3 separate regions of the Mus musculus genome follow, and regions 1 and 3 are each linked to region 2. The links are chromatin contacts, called in public HiChIP or PLAC-seq and promoter capture Hi-C maps. All regions are on one chromosome and are shown on one strand. Each heading gives the region's core, a stretch centred on a gene start, on an enhancer-like site or on the middle of the called end of the contact. The rest is flanking DNA. Distances are from core to core; before and after follow the strand shown. Region 1 has its middle 35 kb from the start of Zc3hc1. Region 2 holds the start of Tspan33 (tetraspanin 33). Region 3 holds the start of Rbm28 (RNA binding motif protein 28).

Evidence for each region. Promoter capture Hi-C pulls out the DNA fragments that hold promoters and counts their contacts. HiChIP or PLAC-seq counts read pairs in DNA pulled down with a chosen protein or histone mark.
Region 1: a contact with region 2 is called in an HNF4G HiChIP or PLAC-seq map of pancreatic cancer cells. The contact joins the enhancer-like site here to the promoter of Tspan33 in region 2. A contact is called at or near these places in 10 of 39 promoter capture datasets (the 3T3-L1 cell line, the C10 cell line, cranial neural crest and 6 more), 6 of 484 Hi-C or Micro-C datasets (the N1E-115 cell line, cerebellar granule neurons, cerebellum and 3 more) and 1 of 115 datasets of contacts at active chromatin or transcription factors (pancreatic cancer cells).
Region 3: a contact with region 2 is called in a promoter capture Hi-C map of pre-B cells, with 3 times the contacts expected there. The contact joins the promoter of Rbm28 here to the promoter of Tspan33 in region 2. A contact is called at or near these places in 7 of 39 promoter capture datasets (the 3T3-L1 cell line, 3T3-L1-derived adipocytes, the C10 cell line and 4 more) and 3 of 115 datasets of contacts at active chromatin or transcription factors (bone marrow-derived macrophages, pancreatic cancer cells and pro-B cells).

The regions. Positions count from the first base shown.
Region 1 is chr6:30,354,094-30,358,248 of GRCm38.p6, reverse strand. No RefSeq gene overlaps it. Among named protein-coding and RNA genes, the nearest start is that of Zc3hc1, 35 kb to the left of the region's middle. Within about 2 kb of position 1,423, at least 82 of the 459 cell types and tissues checked have an H3K27ac peak or open chromatin away from gene starts, as enhancers often do. A contact at or near this core is called in cerebellar granule neurons, cerebellum, liver and 1 more, where this site is marked.
Region 2 is chr6:29,692,510-29,696,946 of GRCm38.p6, reverse strand. It overlaps Tspan33 (tetraspanin 33), which reads right to left and starts at 2,733. Exons shown (of 8, transcript NM_146173.3): 1 at 2,403-2,733. The coding sequence starts at 2,504.
Region 3 is chr6:29,163,195-29,167,519 of GRCm38.p6, reverse strand. Rbm28 (RNA binding motif protein 28) reads left to right here and starts at 2,796. Exons shown (of 19, transcript NM_133925.2): 1 at 2,796-3,029. The coding sequence starts at 2,912.

The DNA.
Region 1 (4,155 bases), core at 174-2,673, 660 kb before region 2:
AATGATACTCAGAGTTTTTAAGTTGCTCTTTATCTAATGTGGGTCAAAAACGTGTGTAACTAGAGTGATCTGTGTTCTGTAGGTAACTAGACATCCAGGAAAATGTGACGTATGAGGTAGTAAATGGCTAGAAAACTTAGAAAACTTCCCCTTTATGAGAGCCATAGCATCTGCCCACTTTCCAAAAACTTAGGTATTTAGTCCAGACTCAAGGTCAGGTTAGCTATAGTGTCAAGCTGTAATACTAGCAGTACCCACTAGAGCCATTAGGTGCCGCCAGTGCTTCACATTAAACTCCAGCTTGCCTTTCAAACAACCACGGACCCACCGCCACCAATCACTGGGGGACAGGCCCTGGGCGACAACTCTCCTTTCCAAATGGTTCACCCTCATTTCTGCATCATTTTTCGGGTGTTTTGATTTGTTTTGTTTTGTTTTGTCTTAGAAAATGTCTCACTTTGTAGCCTTGTCTGGTCTGGAAATTTTGTCAGTGGTTCTTAACCTTCTTAATGCTGTGGCCCTTTTAATACAGTTTCTCGTGATTTTTTTTTTCTTTTTACATGACTAATTAATTTTGCTACACTTAGGAATGGTAATGTAAATACCAGTTTTCCGGTGGCCTTATGTGACCCCTGTGAAAGGGTCACTTGACAACCCCTCCCACGTTGGGTTGCAACCCACAAGTTGAGAACCTCTGCTCTATTTAGACTAGATTGGCCTCAGACACAGAGACCCACCTCCATGTGCCTCCCTAGCGCTCTTATGGAAGGCAGACACCACCTCGCCAGCCTCGCCACAGCATCTGGCTTTGTCTTGTCTAAGTCAGTGTAGACTGGAAGTTGGGGCTGCCTGCTTTGTAGCACAGACCAGTCCAGTGATAGGAAAATGGACAGCATGGAGGTGGGTGCCCAGAGAAGAGGAAAGAGAATGTATTTAGTGAAGATCCAGAGAAGTGGAGGATGCTCTCCTTTTTTTTTTTTTTTTTTTTTTTTTTTTTTTTTTTGAGACAGGGTTTCTCTGTATAGCCCTGGCTGTCCTGGAACTCACTCTGTAGATCAGGCTGGCCTCAAACTCAGAAATCCTCCTGCCTCTGCCTCTCGAGTGCTGGGATTAAAGGCACTCCTGAGGATGCTCTCCTTAAAGTTCAGGGCTAATCCCTTGTATCCAGCATTAGAGACATTGTATCCACCATTAGAGGCGTGCAGAAATGCCTAAAGACCAGACTGACTGGGAAGCCAGAAGAGAAAGCCACAAGAGGAGACGAGCCACTGGCAGCCACCTTGCTCCACATGGCTGCACTGACGCCAGTCCTCCCAAGGTGTCACCAACACTCAGGCTGAGTCACTCCAAACCCAGCCCACAGAGTTAAGCCAGTAACAAAACCTGGAGGACGTGGCCACAGGGCCAAGGGCCAGAGCAATGTCATCACGGGCAACCGTGCAGCTCGGGCCCGGCAGATGACCCTTTCCTTGTGAGCATTCCAGGGTGTGTGACTGATGCTCACTGACCCCGATTCATGGCGGCACGGAACACAAAGAGGTCATTACTGCCCCTTGATCCACCGGGGAAACTGAGGAATGGAGTGGGGAAGCAGCTTTGGCCCGTGAGTCAGTGGTACAGGTCATGAGTTCATTACCACCCCGTCAGGTCAGTCAGGTGCCTATGAAGCCACACTTCCCAACCAGAAGTAAACATGGCTGTCCAGGGCCAGGGAAGGGAGGGCCTTCCACCCAGTGCCCTTTCCATACCTGTCCAGCGGTAGAACCAGACACAAAGTTGCAAAGACTATGGCCTGACTCCCTGCATTCAGCCAAGGTCAGAGTGGGGAGTGACAGCCAAGACGGCACACAGGTTGTGGCCAAGCCAGCTCAGAGTCAGTCGGGATCTGGCCATCTGGACTCAAATACTGGATGCCCTTGTTATCAGTCTGTCTTCTGAGCCAGCTCCTGGGGCCTCTGCTTCTTGATATGTAAAAGGGGCAGGAGTAGTCAGTGTCTATGTCAAAGGGCTGCTTAAGAGCTAAGGGACCTGATGTTTGTTACGTGGTTGCTAAGCAATCCTTAGCTGCACACCTGGCCACCCGTGTCTCCAGGCTGTAGGGACTTTTGGGTCTGAGGAAAAGAAATGGGCACTGGGCTCAGGCAAAAACATCCCAGAATGTCTCGCTAGCTCATCCTTGCTATGGGAAGGATTCTTCTCGCCCAGTGGCTCTCCCCCATCAGCAGAGGTGCTGGTACTTCAGCTCGATGCCCAGTTTTAGAAGCATCGGGAAGCAGCATCTTGGGCAACCAAACACCAAGTGAGATAACCACATTCTTGCCAGCCTCCTCCAGCCTTGGCTCAGGGCCCAGCAGGGCCACCCTTAGGAGATGGTGCTAAGAAGACAACAGGCAAGCTAATTATAGGCCCGGCCTGCTGGGCTGTGGACACTGCCTGTTTGGCCTGCACGGCTTACCTGAGTCATCTATCCTGCGGCCACTTGAGCCTGGATCTGGACTAGCAGGCCACAGGGAGTCAGGAGCGCCTTCCCTGTGCTCAGTCTGGTCAGCTGCACCACTTCCTGCCTCTTTTCCCCTCAGAAAGCCAGTTGAGGCAGGTGAGCACCCCAGATCAGAGGCCAGAAGGCCTAATGCCTACTGCGAGGTGAGCACAATGCTGGGATCCCAGAGTCTCTGGAAAAATCACTTCACAGGTCAAAGTAAAAGGCATAGAATGAACAGGGCAGTGGCCTCCTCCTTCCACCACACGGTCCACACCTCCATCCTCTCCCTGAACCTTACTGGTCTGCAGGGGCCCCAGCTCTCTTGCTCCTCAGTGGTCAGCTGTGATCTGGGCTCAGTTCCCATAAACTTAGCCCAGGAATTTTTCAAAGTAAAAGGAGGGCAAATATGGGTGCCGTGGTTCAAAAAATCAGTCTTAAAATCACAACAGAGTTAGAAAACATTCTTTGAGGCGTTAAAAATGAGGATAAATGACAAGAAAGTCCCCAGCTCTTTGGATTTAGTGCATTAGGGAGGCAAGGGTGTGGCAGGAGAAAAACTGGGGGTACCCTCTGTGAGGGGAATGTTTGCACCCATAGCAGGGCTCATCTGTGCACTAGAAGGCCAACATGGAAAGCTGTGAACCCAGACTCGGGAGGCAGAGGCAGAGGGGTCAGGAGTTCAAGGTCAGCTTTGGATAAGTGGTGAGTTCAAGGCCAGCATGGGCTACATGAGGTCCTATTAAAAAAAAAAAAAAAAAGCCAAAGGGGCCGTGAGTGAGGTCGGGCAAGAAACAGGAAGTGATGTGGGTGGGTGCTGTTTTGTTTTGCTTCTGTTTTTGAGAGGGAGAAGGAGAGGGAGAGTGTGTGTGTGTGCCAAAAGCCATAGGTCTCCTAGAGCAGGAGTCACAGGAAGTGAGTTGTCTGACATAGACGTATGGGATTGAACTCACGTCCTTTGGAAGAGCAACACTTGTTCTTAACTCTTAAGTCACCTTTTCAGCCCCTAATTTTTTTTTTTAATTTAAAAAAAAAAGATGTGTGTGTGATTGGAGGGGTCTATCATGGCACAAGAGTGGAGGTCAGAGGACAACTTTGGAGTTGATTCTGTCTGTCTACCTTTAGGTGGGTCCTTGTCATAACAGCAGCCATCTCACCAACCTGTTCTCTTGGTTGTTTTTGTTTTTGTTTTTGTTTTTTCCCCTCCCTGTTTTATTTTAGTTATCTATCTATTTATTTTGAGACAGGGTTTTTCTGTGTAGCCCTGGTTGTCCTGGAACTCACTCCATAGACCAGGCTGGCCTCGAACTCAGAGTGCTGGGACTTAAGGCATACAACCCGGCCTTCCTTCCTTTTTTTTTTTTTTTTCCTGACAGGGTCTGTATCTCCCTCTGTAAGCCTGGCTGACATGCCTCTTGCTATGTAGTGACTGTAAGGCTGGACTCAAACTCAGAGATTCTGCCTGCCAAGCCGCCCACGAGCTGGGGTTCAAGGCTTGTGCCCCTTCACCCTGCCTTGTGTTTTGATATTTGAGACAGGTTCTCTTGTAGTCAGCTTTAAACTCTCCATCCTCCTGCCTCTACCTTGCAGGTGCTGGGATCACAGGTATGTACCATGATGCTTGTCTGTTTTAAGGGAGCCATCCTTTTGGGGTAGGAATGAAGTTCTCTGCTCCC
Region 2 (4,437 bases), core at 1,484-3,983:
ACAGAGAGACTCATGCTTAGATCCTTTAGGTCTTAGAGAGAGAAAACAGTTCCCAAAGTGATTTATTCATCTATAAATAGTTCACAGAAATAGACAAATTCCTCCTTTAGAGGAAAAAGATTAAGGACAGAGAGTCGGATATGTTGGCTTGGCGTCACACAGTAAGTGGGTGCCAGAAAGAAACTGGGCCTCTTGTCCTTCCAGACACTATTTCTAGACCCACCAACATTTTTGCATCTGTAGTAGGTTCAAAATGGGGGTTCTGCTCTAATTTGGGGGTAGTACCAACATGTCTAGCTTCTGATTTCAAACAAAGCATTTTTTATTTTATCTTATTTTAGGTTTTAGGCGGGACCATGCTTATCCAAGTGCTTTCCAAGCAGGTGAGAGAGCATTTTGTCACCCATGTGTGCAGATGCCAAAAGGCCTTCATGAGGCGTTTGTGGTTACATCTTTAAGATGTTTTATTATTATTATTTTATTTATATAGTTTACATTCTTCACCAAGGTAAATGGGCCTATGAGCTTGGCTCTCTTCCAGACTGTGAACCTCCCAAAGTTATTTGTTTGATAAAAGGGCATAGGGTGGAAGCAAACAATCCAAGAAAGCGATTGTGAGATCGTGAACACGAGTGACAGAGGCACTGGCTGCCGGCATTGAGGAGGGCAGGTAAGAGTGAGGCTCCAAAGGAGCAAGGCCTCGGCCGGGAAGCCCATGTGAGGCCCCACTGAAGGTGGTTTCACTAGTGCCTGCCCCTTTGTGGTGAGTTCCCCTTAGTACATTCCCTCAGCCCTGCAGGGTGGTGGAGAGGGCTTTTGCTGTTTTCAAATCTCCCAGGGAAGCAGAAGTAAGGCCAAGAGAACTTGGGTTGACTGGTTACCCCAGCCACAGTAGCAGCCATCCAAGTCCCGGGCTTTCCCTACACACATGCTGGCTCAATTGAAAATCACCAGCCCAAGCCTGCTAACCAGCTGGTGCCACGGGTGAAAATCCTGACTGTTGTTGCGATTTAACTTTCTCCTGTATAAAACCGTGGAAGTTCAGCAACTGCTGGATTTTCTAGTTCCAAAACCGAGACTGTGACAGAAGCCCAAAACTTCAATCTTCCCAAGAGTACAATGGCTGAGAGTGAGCGTCATCACCACCCTCTGGGATGTCTCTCATTTGTCCCAATAGGCTGGCACTTATGTACCCTGTGCCTGTGCTTCACACCAGGGCCCCTGTGAAACCTTTCCAGCAGTGGCCTTGGATCTGCCTTTTCCCAGGAGGCCGTTCAGGCCCACTATTATTCCCTCTGGCAAATCTGAACTATTGGTCTCAGGCTGAAAGAGGCAAAGATGATAGGCTTCTGGGCTGCAGCTTTGGTGCAGTAGAAGCTGGCAGAAGAATGGAGAGATGGGGAAGGACTTCCCCTTGTTATCAAATCCAGAGGGGCCCACGCACTCTCTGGCTATGAAACAGGACTCAGCTAGCATTCTCTAATGGGCTCCCCCTCCCCCTGAATTCTCAGCCCTCTCCTGCCATCCCCCAATACACTGCATTAGATTTTTGCTGGGAGGAAGGGCAGGCCTGTGGACTTGAACATATTTACCCAGATCAGTCAAATCAATAAGGATGGTAGAGAGGGGACGGAAATCCAGGTGTCAGGAGCTCGGGGTTAATATTGTTTACACTTTTCCACCCCAAACAAAAGATTCTGAAAGGAGCCATAGCTTCCAGCCCAACAACAACAACAACAACAACAACAAAATCCTATTTGAATCATCTGAAGCCTGTCAGCTCCAAGTAGAGAAGCTGGTCTTGAAGAAGGTAGGGCAAAGTTTAGGGCCATGCTGGGGTACACATCGGACCTGGAGACCATTCTTAACCCTTTTCAGCCCTGACAGGAGCAGACACCCGAGGCCTGCAAAAGGGACAGATATAGTCCCTTGACACAAGCCCCTGAGGAACTGGGGCGAAGGAAGGCTTGGGGTTTCTCTTCCTTCTCTCTCCCTCCACCCCCGCCCCGCGCCCCGTATGGCCAGTCGGGCCTTCCAGCCCCCAGGCCTGAAAGTCCCTAACCATGAAATATGCCCATGGGGCTGTCCAGCCAGCTCTTTCTTTCCCCAAACCCTTTTTATTTCATGGCCTGACACAGATCCTCATCCCTGCTAAAGCTTCATCCCTGGCAGCAAGGATGATTGCCCACCTCTTAACGTCCCCTTTTGACACGGCGCCACTGTGGTTTTCCTCCCCCGGAGAAATGCCCCCAAGTGTCACCAGCTCAGAAAACTACGAAGCACCACTCGACACGCTCCTGGGCACCGGGCAGCCCAGGCCAAACCTCCCAGCCTCAGGCAGCCCCCTCGGCGCTCCAGAGATGCCCGAGAGTCCGGGTGCCCCCTGACCCCCCGAATCTCACCCAGAAGAGCATGTTGAAGAAGAAGAGCAGGTATTTCACCAGCGGGCTGACGAAGGAGAACTCGTCCCCGTAGGCAGCCGGCACGCCAGGTCTCCGCGCCATGGTCCGCCGCTGCCCCCGGGGGGCCTATCTCCCAGCGGCCACCGGCCCACCTGTGCGCCCTGCAGCCCGGGGCGGGAGCCGCGGGGCCACGGGGACCCGAACGCCGGGGCAGCCGCGCCGCGCCGGGAGCCGCCCGAACCGTGCGTCGGGGAGCCGCGCGGCCAGGGAACGGCGCCGCCGCTGAAGCCGCGGCGGGCAGCGTGAGCAGCGGAGACTCCACCGCGGCCGCAGACCAGCTTGGCCCGCCCGGCTCTCAGGAAACCGGGCCCGCCCCCCGGACGGCCATTGGTGAGGCTGCCCGAGGCTGACTTCTCATTGGTCGGCGGCCCATGTCACTAAGCAGCCAGCCATCCCTCTCCTCCGAGAGGCGGGGGAGACACCTGTTCTGTGAGGGACAACTTGCTAAAGGGTCAGTGGTTCTGCTTCTGCCCGCCTAGACGGAAAGCCTGCAGGCTGCAGCTGCTTAAGGGAAAAAGAATGAGGAAAAGGAATGTTTCCTGCATCCCACACCCACGTCCTCTGCCCAGTTGCTGTGCACGCACGCAAACACACGTACGTTAAAATCAACAAGTACGCACTTTGTGTGTTGAGCAATTCGTTAAACGCTGTGGGAATAGAAAAGAAGGTTGATCCTCAGGGATCAAGACAATAAAATCAGAGTGACAAATGACAGGTACTAACAACCAGAAAGAGAAGAATAAATACCCCTGCTTAGCAATCAAATACTTTAAATGCTCGTTTTAAAAGCCTCATAACCTAACAGTGGAATTCTCAAACCATCCTTTTCTCTCATTACCGTCCAACCTCTCTATCCAAACCCTCTCAGAACGTTTGTTTACGTGGAGACACCGGTTTTTTGTTTTTAATTTTGTTTTGTTTTGTGTTTGGCATGTTAATAGGATATGCACAGATTGACTCCCAAGTACAATGTGGTGTACATTGTACTAGCTACACAAGTACGATTTTAACCTGGGGAGGAGTCTGATTTTGCCATCAATAGCGTGATTCCCCAAGCTACACTTTTTGTAACGTTGAGTGGGAAAACTGCAGCGTAAGGCATTGATCAAATAAGAATCTGTTAGTGCATGCAAATGACTTACACGGAGATGGCTGATAAGGGGGCTCACTAAAATGTGGTACTTTCACTCCTTTAAAAGATTCTTTTAAAATGTGTGTGTGTGTGAGTGTGTGTGTGTGTGTGTGTGTGTGTGTGTGTACCACTGTGCACACAGGTGCTGATGGAAGCCAGAAAAGGATGTCAGATCCCCAGGAACTGGAGTTACCGGGATTTGTGAGCTCCTTAAGTCAGTGCTGGGAACTGAACTTTGGTCCTCTGTAAGAGCAACAAGTGCTCTTAATAACTGAGCCATATCTCTAGCCCTGGTATTTTGTTTCAATAGGATTCAAAATCCAGTGTGGAAATACAATAACTGCATGAATAACTATTATGTAATTGGAAGAAGTTGAGCACCAGAAGGTGTCATGGCGGGAGAAACGAGGAGGATGAGATTTTAGAGACAGTGGGGACGTGAAATCCAGGTGGACACAAAAAGGTGTGTCGAAGCTTGGACAGATAAAAGCAAACCGCGTGTTGTGTGGAAACTAAGCCTATCACTTTTCCCGGCTTGGTGCAGCGGTGCCTGAGAATGCAGTATGTGTTCAACTGAATGGAGGCTGTAGAAGGACTTGAGATCAGATTACTGAGTTTGTGTTGAATTGATTTGGAAATAAGAGTTTTAGAGAAGGAAATGGGGTAAGATCGCTGTTTTCAGAGAGAGTTGGAAAGAGGCTGGAGAAAGTTTAATGGCAGCACTTAGGAGGAAGGGGCAGATGAATCTCTGGGAGTTCGAGGTAAACCTGGTCTACATTTGAGTTCTAAATCAGCCAGGGGCACACAATGAGATCCTATCAAACCAGAAGGAGAAGGAGAAGG
Region 3 (4,325 bases), core at 1,547-4,046, 530 kb after region 2:
TTCCTTCATATAAATCACTCCCAGTTAAAACTTTTTTTTTTTTTTAACTTCAGAGAACTTGAGTTTCTGGCACCCACCTTGAGCTACTCGCAATCACCATCAACTTCAAACCAAGGAGATCTGATGATGTCTTTTGTCCTTCGTGTACACATCTCTCATCCACACACACCCCTACAAATAAAAATAAAAACAAAATTAAAAAAAAATCCCTGGGCTGGAGAAATGGCTCAGCCGTTAAGAGCACCGACTGCTCTTCCAGAGGTCCCGAGTTCAATTCCCAGCAACCACATGGTGGCTCACAATCATCTGTAATGGGATCCGATGCCCTCTTCTGGTATGGCTCAGGACAGCTACAGTGTACTCATAAAATAAATAAAATCTTTTTAAAAATTAAAACAAATCCCTAGCTTTTTCACACACAAAGAAGCCAAGACTTCAGTTAGCTGCGCATTTTATCTTGTGCCTTATTTCTTACCCAAAGCAGGCTTCTCAGAAGGAATAGAGTTAGATCCTAATGCATACATCCTACAGTTTCAATATCGGTACTTGGAGGGTCTGAATGATAAACTTTCATTCATTCATGAATTAATCCACTCCCTTAAAATTATTTGTTGAAGGCTCAAATATATCAGGTGATGAGACTGAAAAAGGCAGAGAAGGAAACAAACTATGAATGTTTGATATGCAGAGGAAAGGCAAGCACTAATAGAAGAGTCATTATAGCACAAACAATTATTACAGTTGTGAGAAGTGGGGAGAATAAGAACTACCTAATCTTATAGAAGGCTCAGCCTTTGGGGAGAGTGAGGAGTGGAGCCAGAGGGAAAGCCTAAGGACATCCCAGGCTTCTCTTCTTTCCTTCCCAGGCTTCACTACAGTGATGGATGAGGGATAGGTCTGCAGTTTATTTCCCTTGGAAGCCACCTTGCAGGGTTCCATGACTCCTGCTATTTAATAAAGAACACTGCATGAGTCCTGAGTAGATGGATGAGCAAATATTCTTGGCTGAAGAACCATATGCCCTTCCTGATATGCATGGCTAGAAGGGGAGGAGGCAGGAGACAGATGGGGGATCCACATCTGAATAAAGGGGAAGATGAGAAGGCTCAGTTTTACTGTGTATTCTGAGGGACACAGAACCCTGACTATGGGTATATGCTGCCCCCTGATGGATGTAGGGAAACAGTTTAGTCTTTGTCCTTTAAGGAAAAATTGGACTTAGGGTATTTAGAACGGTTGTTTGTTTGTTTGTTTGTTTGTTGAGGGGAGAGGAGGATTACAAATGGATATTAAATTCTTCCCCCTTTATCTACCACAGCTATGACTAGGTCCCCCAATACAAGTTTGTATTTGAGGATAGAATTTGATTCTTGGTTGTTGTTGTTTTCCGAAACAGGGTCTCTCTGTGTAGCCCTGGCTGTCCTGGAACTTGCTTTGTAGACCAGGTTGGCCTCGAACTCAGAGATCCGCCTGCCTCTGCCTCCCGAGTGCCGGGATTAAAGGCGTGCGCCACCACTGCCCCACTTAGAATTTGATTCTTGAGGAGGATGTGGAATTCCAAACCAATTTTGTTTAAAAGATTCTACTTCTTTTGCCCACTTTACTTTTTATGTAAGATAGGATCGACTTTATGGTAGCCTTGACAATCTGTTTTGTATTTCAGTGCCTTTTCTTCTGATTTATCTATTTAAAATATAACTGTGGTGGGGGTTCTTTTTCTAAAAGCACATATTAATTATTTGAAGCCTACTAGGACTTCATAAATTTCATGCTTAGCACATTCCTCCCACCACTACTACCTACACGTCATCCATCCATCCATCCATCCATCCATCCGTCCATCCATTATATTGAATGTGGATAACTCTTGGGGATTTTCACTGTGCCTTTCATCTTTTGTGGTGTTTTCTACCTACTGAGCTGTTGTAACTTAAAAGTAAAGACTTTAAAAGTGCCTAGGGTACTTTTTGCAGCTAGGCATTCTGCAAGCACAGCATTTTTCCATGTAAGACAGACAGTGAAGCCCACTGAGTGTTAAACACTGTGGGTAGCCTCCAGTCTGTCTGATAAACAGACATAAATGAAGATCTTCTGTCTCTGGGCAGCAGTGCATCCTAGGTCTGTGCATATAGCTGGGTGTTATGTTTGGCTTCCGTGTGCTCTGATGTGATCTTGCAGAGATTTTGTAAGATTTTAAAAATAAACGTCTGTCTCTCACTCTGGACTCTATTTTATATGACGGCAGGGACCATGTCTTTTTTTTTCGGCAATGAATTTTACTCCTAATATATAAGTAGGAGCTCAATCAGTAAGAATTGAAAATATGATTTCGTACGTAGTATTTGTTCTCTGGGGATTTTAGTAGATACAATTTGTCTCTGCGGCCAAGTGACAGTTTGTCTCATGTTTTCTGAGGACATGTGACTAGTTCAAATTATGTATGTTACATGCTTGTGTCTATGACGTTTTGCATATGTGTTTTTTTCCCCCCGCGTGATATGTGGCAACTCTTCAGAAAAAAACTTATTGAACACCCACTCTATGTCAGATGAGGGCAGGCTTAGGGGGAAAATGACTTCTGCCTGCTTTGGTGAATTTGGGGTCGAGTTCCTAAATGAAAGATTTTAAGAGAATTTTAAGCTGTTGATGTCAAGTTTCCCCCAGTGGCGGGGGCGGTGCTGGGACTGCACAGAGACCGTCGTTCAAGAAGCTCCGCCCCCAGGACGTCATTTTTCTTTTTCTTTCCGGAACTATTCCTTCCAGTCTGCGTTTCCTCCCGGACTCTTTTGAGCAAAGAGGACTTCCTGAATTTCCCGGCAACTCGGCACCGCCTTCCTGCCAGAGCTCATCCCAGCCCTCGCTCGCGCCGGCGTGAGGTGCTCGCAGCCTCACGCGCTTGTCTCTCGGTCTCATGGCCGGTCTGACTTTATTCGTGGGCCGTCTCCCGCCCTCGGCTCGCAGCGATCAGCTGGAAGAGCTGTTCAGTCAGGTGGGTCCGGTGAAGCAGTGCTTCGTGGTGACAGAGAAAGGTAAGGAGTGGGATGGTGCAGAGGGCATGTGCAAAGGTATGGGAACAACCCAATTTCAGGGAGCTCTATAGTTATGATCTGTTTGTTTTGAGACAGGGCTCTCACTCTTTAGCCCTAACTGGCCTCGGATTCGCTACCGGTAGCCCGTGTGCTTCTGCCTCCTGAATCCTCCGATTAATGACGTGAGCCATCCCAGCAAGTTCTTTGCTCTCTCCAGAAGTACGGGACCGGGAGCTAAGATTCTTTTCTAAACGGACTCAGCTGGAGATCGGCCAATAAGGTTGATTTATGAAAGGCAAAGCACTCACTTAACGTTTCCATTGCGTTTTCCCCTTTATTACGCGTGTTCAGGAGTTCAAACGCAGGCCCATTAGCTTGGAGTAATGGTAGTAATCCCAGCATCTGGGAAGGCTGTGGCAGGAGGATTGCTGGTAATTCGAGGACAGCCAGGTCTATATAATAGCGAGTTCAGGACAACTTGGATTACATAGCGAGACCCCGTCTTCAACAAACATCCCAAAGTAACGTTTAATAAAGCACCAGTGCGGCTTATTGAGATGGCTGCTAGGCCGGAAGAGTGCTTAGTTTGACATGGGTTAACTTACTTAATGTTCTCAACAATCTTATAGGACAAAGAGCCTTAACCCCATTTTTTTTAAATAAAGGAATATAATCTTTAAAGACATTAAATGGTCTGGAGTTGATCTGGCTAGTGAGAGGACTCAGTTTGATTAGCACGTTAGCACATCCTATGCATTCATCTGTTTATTTATTTATTACTTGTTGGATGCCAACTGTATTTTAGAACATTGCTGGCTGCCCTTAGGATACAACAGGTGTGTGACACTAAATCACTGACGCAGATTCTGTTCTCATACACTTATGGTTTGAAAGACAGCCAACAAATAGCCAAACTATATGTTGATAATGGTGATAAATTTATGCTAAGGAGAAAAGTCAAAAGAGGGAATGTGTGTGTGTAGATAGGGTGGCTAGGGAAGACCTGTTTGAGGAGAGTGAACTAAGAACTGGGGGGATAAAACAGTCTGAATTCAGGAAACAGCAACCTTGAGGATATTAAAGCAAGTATGTCCTTGTGTGAGAAGAGAGCTTGGTGGCCAGGGTGACGAGGAAGTGAATGAAGGTGTGACAGGAGATTCGATCACACTGAGTCCTCAGATTGTGGTGTTTACTAGAAAATCCTATTTCTAGTTGTGTGGCTCAGCTTCAGCACACACCTTTAATCCCAAACAATTGTAGAAGGAAGCACCCATGTTTGAAAGTAATATCTAATTG